Regions from separate parts of the Sus scrofa genome. Here region 2 is linked to region 1. The links are chromatin contacts, called in public Hi-C maps. All regions are on one chromosome and are shown on one strand. The core of a region is the stretch at or near the end of the contact, and the rest is flanking DNA. Distances in the headings are between cores, read along the strand shown. Region 1 holds the start of RIT1 (Ras like without CAAX 1). Region 2 holds the start of MSTO1 (misato 1, mitochondrial distribution and morphology regulator).

What was found. A called contact is a pair of places that touch in the nucleus more often than the background predicts.
Region 2: a Hi-C map of embryonic fibroblasts shows a contact between it and region 1, with 2.0 times the contacts expected there. The contact joins the promoter of MSTO1 here to the promoter of RIT1 in region 1. A contact is called at or near these places in 1 of 5 promoter capture datasets (fetal liver), 3 of 47 Hi-C or Micro-C datasets (brain and embryonic fibroblasts) and 1 of 2 datasets of contacts at active chromatin or transcription factors (alveolar macrophages).

Annotation. Positions count from the first base shown.
Region 1 is chr4:94,116,228-94,119,061 of Sscrofa11.1, forward strand. It overlaps RIT1 (Ras like without CAAX 1), which reads left to right and starts at 1,494. Exons shown (of 6, transcript NM_001077230.2): 1 at 1,494-1,631; 2 at 2,066-2,210; 3 at 2,373-2,429. The coding sequence starts at 2,108. It overlaps KIAA0907 (UPF0469 protein KIAA0907 homolog), which reads left to right. Exons shown (of 15, transcript XM_001928648.6): 15 at 1-435.
Region 2 is chr4:94,251,213-94,254,046 of Sscrofa11.1, forward strand. MSTO1 (misato 1, mitochondrial distribution and morphology regulator) reads right to left here and starts at 1,354. Exons shown (of 14, transcript NM_001244634.1): 1 at 1,260-1,354; 2 at 1,013-1,148; 3 at 448-517; 4 at 288-363; 5 at 1-27. The coding sequence starts at 1,343. LOC100525517 (a long non-coding RNA gene) reads left to right here and starts at 1,494. Exons shown (of 4, transcript XR_303111.3): 1 at 1,494-1,899.

The sequences.
Region 1 (2,834 bases), core at 244-2,743:
CCATTGCTGTTTTTATTGCCCGTCTAAGCTCCTTGTCTTCAAGTGGGTCAGAGAAAACTGCTTGATCAAAAGCTGGTCAGAACTCATCACAGAAATGAAACCCAGTGGTCTGTCTCTCTCAGAACTGGTTGCAGCGAAAATAGAGAGATTTGACTGCTCGCAATAGAATGGTGGACTTAGTGACTGAGATTGCGACTTGTCCTTTTTCTTGGCATTACAGGTTTTGCCAAAAGAACTTTTTTTGTATCAAATATTGATGTGTGAAAGTGAAGGAGCTAGTCTGCTGAACCAGGAGTAGTTTGAGATATTGAACTATCATTTTTGCACATTTGAATACTTTGCAGGCTGGCTTTGTATAAATGTATCCTCTGGTTTCCTATATGTTGTAAATATTTAGAACATAATTTCATTATAAATAAATGTATAAATATTCTGCTTGTGGTTTCTCTGTTCTTTCTTCCACAACGTATCCATGCACTAAAATTCATAAACTTTTTTGCTCACAGCATACTATAACCCCCATCAGAAAAATACATACCTGGACCCAAGAGTTTGCATTTAGTTCCAAGTTGTTGTTTTTTGTTTTTTTAATTTTTTTCTTTTAGTTCCAAGTGTTTTATGACTTTTCAAAGTAAACCCTGCAAAGTCCAAGTGAAATGTAAAGGATTGTTATGGTGGATGTTTTTCCTTTTCATTTTCTTGCCCTCCTTTATTGAATGTGGTTAAAAGGACTGAGTGAAAGTATTCTTTTTCTTTTTTTGGCTTTTTAGGGCTGCACCCATTGCATATGGAAGTTTCCAGGCTAGGGGGTGAATCGGAGCTGTAGTTGCCGGCCTACACCACAGCCACAGCAGTGCCGAATCTGAGCCACAGTTCGCGGCAACTCTGGATCCTTAACCCACTGAGCAAAGTCAAGGATCGAACCTGTGTCCTTATGGGTGCTAGTTGGGTTCATTCCCACTGAGCCACCACGGGAACTCCAGGAAATATAAGTATTCTTGGAAAAACATGCTTAGAAAGGAAGAAGGATGGGCAGAAGTTGCAACAGAAAATTTTGCCCATATAAAGTTCCTTCTAGTACTTCTATGTGTTACCCACCTAAATACAGGTGAACAGAATTGATAGTGTCTTAATTTATTGCTGTAAAGTCAAAGCCAGGTGCTTTTTTTTGTTACTAAGCAATAACACCTTGGTCCTGTTTGGGGGGGGGGTTGGCAGGTGCCCATTTCCTCATTACATTTGGCCAAATTTGTTTTTCTCATAAATGGTCCTGGGCAAGTTGTTATTGTAGAAGTCTCCAGTGTGCCCCTTATCACATCCTCCTTGCTTGACTTTGGTGTAAATAGTTTTGTGGCAGAGGGGGGCGCTGAGTGTGGCACTCCCCCAGGGCCTTCAGCGATGAGCGGGGTTTGAGGACCTGGCAGGAGATGGTCCTCCCCGGAGGAGGCGGGGCCAGTCCCCTGCGTCACGAGGGCGGCCCCGCCCCTCCTGCTGAGACGCGGGCGCTGCTGGCGCCATCTTCCCCAGCTGCGGGAGGGGTCACAGGTCAGTGCCAGATCCTCGCCGCGAATGAGGAGGACCGAGGACGAAGTGGGTGATCAGACCCGGCAGTGGCCTTAACCTTCCGACGGGTACGAGCAGCGGAGGGGTTGGCTTGTGAGGCGGAAGGGTGGGGGGCTTGATGGCGGCGCGAGGTGCTGCCGGGGGAGGAGAGCAGCCTCCGAGGGGAATGGAGAGGGGGCTGAACCTCCGGGTACCGCGGGCTTGAGAGGAAACCCTGAGGCCTAAGTCCCAAACTGCACTTTCTCACTGGGCTCCCTCCTGCTGTGCCGGCGTCCCAGTCTGCAAAGAAATGCCAAATTTCTTTGTCTCTTTTTATTCTTTTTTGAAAAAAAGTAGTAATTCAGAAAATCTATGATATGTCATGGGTCTGAGCTGCCCTGGAGGGAAGGTGAGGCTACGTGTTGCCTGAGGGTCGCCAGAAAGGGAGCAGGGGTAGGGCACTGGCTCTAGGACTGTCGTCACGGGGTCTCCATCCTGGATTAAATATTTTCTTTCTTTCCAGGTGCCTTTTCCTCCGGGCAGCCCAGGATTCTCCAAGAGGACAATGGATTCTGGAACTCGCCCAGTTGGTAGCTGTAACAGCCCTGCAGGGCTGTCACGGGAATACAAACTAGTGATGCTAGGTGCTGGCGGTGTAGGGAAAAGCGGTAGGTGACATTTTCCATTTTAAAGAAGTAAGAATGAAAAATGCTCACAACAGATGCCCTCCCCGAAAACCAAGTAGGAGACTGTCCTGCAATATTGATACTTGCAGTTCTTTCTGTTGGTCATCTTTGTATTTATTTTAACTTTCGCTTCTTGTTTTAAAGCCATGACCATGCAGTTCATCAGCCACCGATTTCCAGAAGATCATGACCCCACCATTGGTAAGTCAGACTGTCACTTAGGTTTTTCCACTAAACCCCATAAAAAGGCCTTGGTGTCAGTTTTTGAAACAGTTTTAGACCATTTATATTTTGAGCCTTTTGGGTGTCTGGTTTAGATTTACTTAACAAGAATAACATGGCAGTTGATAAGCAAATGACTTTTTTTTCTTAGCTTAACTTTATATGTACATAAGCCATCTTAGTCTGTTTTTTATTAAATATTACTGGGACACTTTGTTTTATTTTTATGGTTGCTCTACTGTATCGTCAGATTAAAGGAAAAGTTTAAAGGCCACTTAACAGAAGGCTTTTGCTATCATTTCTTTAAGGGTCTGATTTGAGACTAACTCTGTAACTATGAGTCAGCTGGTCTGAACTTCCACAAAAGGAAGCAGAAAAACAAGT
Region 2 (2,834 bases), core at 104-2,603, 130 kb after region 1:
CCAGATACCATCACTACTCAGCACTCCCTGGGAGGGATGAGAAAATCTACATTTAGTTTCAGGCAGAAGTTGACTTATCCCCCGTCACTTTGCTGGTCACAACATAAGCCTCCTTTCTGTTCACATAGTCATAGTCCTTTAGGAGAAAAAAGGGCTTTTTCCCAAAATACCATTTTAGGGCATTTTAAGATGACTAAAATTCTTTTTTTTTTTTTTTTTTTTCCTGTCCCAGTGGAGGCACTGTGGTTGTAGCACTGGGTTTAAACGTTGAGGACAGAGGTCCTTACCTCTGCACCCAGCAGGTCCTGGAGATAAGGGTTCTTGGGATAGAGTTCCTCTTTGTGTGTGGTGAGCTTTCCCTGCCTGAAAGAAATTGAAGATTGGTCAAAGTGACAGTGTCCCTGAGTTCTCCAGGTCCTCTCAGAATATCACAAATGTCACAAATACCATGCTATTGCAGCATCTAGCTGTTTGTCTCTGTAGAGTCCACCTTCTTGTTTTAGGGAGCTCAGACTACCTGCACAAAAATAACAGGCAATGTTAGGTAAAGCCGAGTCCCTCCCATCCTTCAGCTAGTCTGGTCACCTGACAACCTGCTGTCACCATCACTCCAGCACTTGGCTCTTTCAAGCTTTCTTGAATATACATGTGTTGAAATTTTTTTTTTTTTTTTTTTTTTGCCTTGGAGAACCTAGATTCCGTCCTTCTCTTCCCAGCTTAGTTGTTAGCGGTGGGACCTGGGCAAAGACCACATCCAGCGATCCTGCGGGAGTGCCGCTATGTCCAGAGGCATAGTAGCCCATCCCAGAGATGGCTCTTGAACAGAAAAGGGTTTTGCGTTCTTTCGCCCCCTCGGTGTTGGCATACTGTGGTTATCTCTCCCTATGGCTCCTTATCTCTGGTCCTTGAGTCTAGTAGAGTCGGGGTCGAGGATCTTGAAGTCAACGAAGGGTGGAGACTCCGCACGTGAAGGGAAACATTGGGAACTGCCCGACCTCGGCCACAGCCTCACCCTTCAGATCCATGAGGATGAGTCTCGGCGTGTAGGTCTCTTGGCCGTGTAACGTCCGGCCGGTACGGTACAGGACATCAGGACACAGCTCTCCTGGCGGCTCCTTAGCATCGGTCGGCCTGCACAGCGCAGCATCCTGCGGAGACACAGAGGAAAGACTGGACTCAGGGATGGCGAGAGGAACAGGCCAGAAGGATGGGCTAGAAACCCCGAAAGGCTCAGCTGAACAGCCTCCCAGAGACCTCACCTGCTGATTCCACCAGTGCGCTCCCACGAAACCCGCAAAATGTCCCAACTGCAAAGTGAGCACCTCCCGGGCCCCGCCCGCCATGCCGCGCGGCTCCACACGGCAGCAGGGCAGCTGCCGGCCCACTCGCTGCTCCTAGCCGATTGGCTCGGCCGGCTTGTGGGCGGGGGCCTTATTCCTGGCTCCCTATTGGTCCAAAAGCACATCTTTTCCCATGGGCTAAATGATTCGTTGGGCTTTAAAGACACCGCTCATCATGCCCCGCCTCTTCCTAGTGTGGACCAGTTCTGCTTACCCTTGTCGTCGAGGGGCGGTGCCCCACGGCGCAGGCCGGAAATTGTAGGCGCCGGGTCCGTTGCGCCATACTGGAGAGTCCTCCGCGCGTGTGATCTCTGCAGGTCTTGTTGGATCCCTGGCGCTGTTCCCTGAAGAATCTCTTACCTACACTTTCCGGCTTTTGGCGGCTTTTGTCTCTTCTCTCACAGGAGAATTCTGCTGGCTAATAGTGCTTCAGGCGAAAAATAAAACCTTGCCAGAAAACTTCCAGTAGAGCCTCACACACTCTCCCCGCCTTCCGGTCCAAAAGGCATAGCCTTCCTGACTTCTCACCCTGTGTACTGGCGGTGTCTGTCTATCTAATGTAAGTGAATCGGAGTACTTATTCTTTTGCGTCTGCCTTTTGCTCAATATTGTTTTTTTGTACACTTGTAGTTCATTTTCATTGCTTCAGAATAGTCCTTTGTATGAATATACCGCAAAAGATCTGCTCTGCTAATAGATTTTGGAATTGTTTGCAATTTGGGGCTATTAGGTGCTATAGTTAACATTCTTGAGCACACATTTCTATTGGATATATATATACCTGGGAGTGTAATTGTTCTGTCATAAGGATGGCTGTTTGGATTTGGGAAGTAACACCAAATTCTTTTCTAAATTTTCTAATTTTCATTTTCACCATCAGTATAGGGGAGTTTGCAGGTGATGTTCCATAACCTTGCTAACCTTTAAAAGAGAATTCCCGCTGTGGCCCAGTAGGTTAGGAGTCCGCTGAGCCCCCACCCTGGCCAGGAACTTCTGTATGCATCGGTGAGGTTTAAAAAAAAAAAAAAAGAAACTTTAGCCCTAATCATATGGGTTTTAATTTTCTTGATTATTAGTGATATTCAGAACACCTTTTTGTATATCAGCCATCAAGATATCTTTTTTTTTTTTTTTTTCCTTTTTAAGGCGGCACCTGTGGCATATGGAAGTTCCTAGGCTGAGGTTGGAATCTGAGCTGCAGATGCTGACCTACACCAGGGATTGAACCTGAATCTTCTTGGATACTAGTCGGGTTCATTACTGCTAGGCCACAACGGGAACTCCAGGATACTTCTGTGAAGTGGATGCTCAGGCCTCTTGCCCATGTTTCTTTTGGGTTGTTTTCATCCATTTGTAGGAGTAAGTACTTTATCCTGGAAACAAGGCCTTTGTCAATTATATGTGTTGAAAAATATCTCCTCCCACTGAAGTATATATTAACTCTCCCACTGTGATTATCTCCTTGTAATTTCATCAGTTTTTATTTTCTTGTTA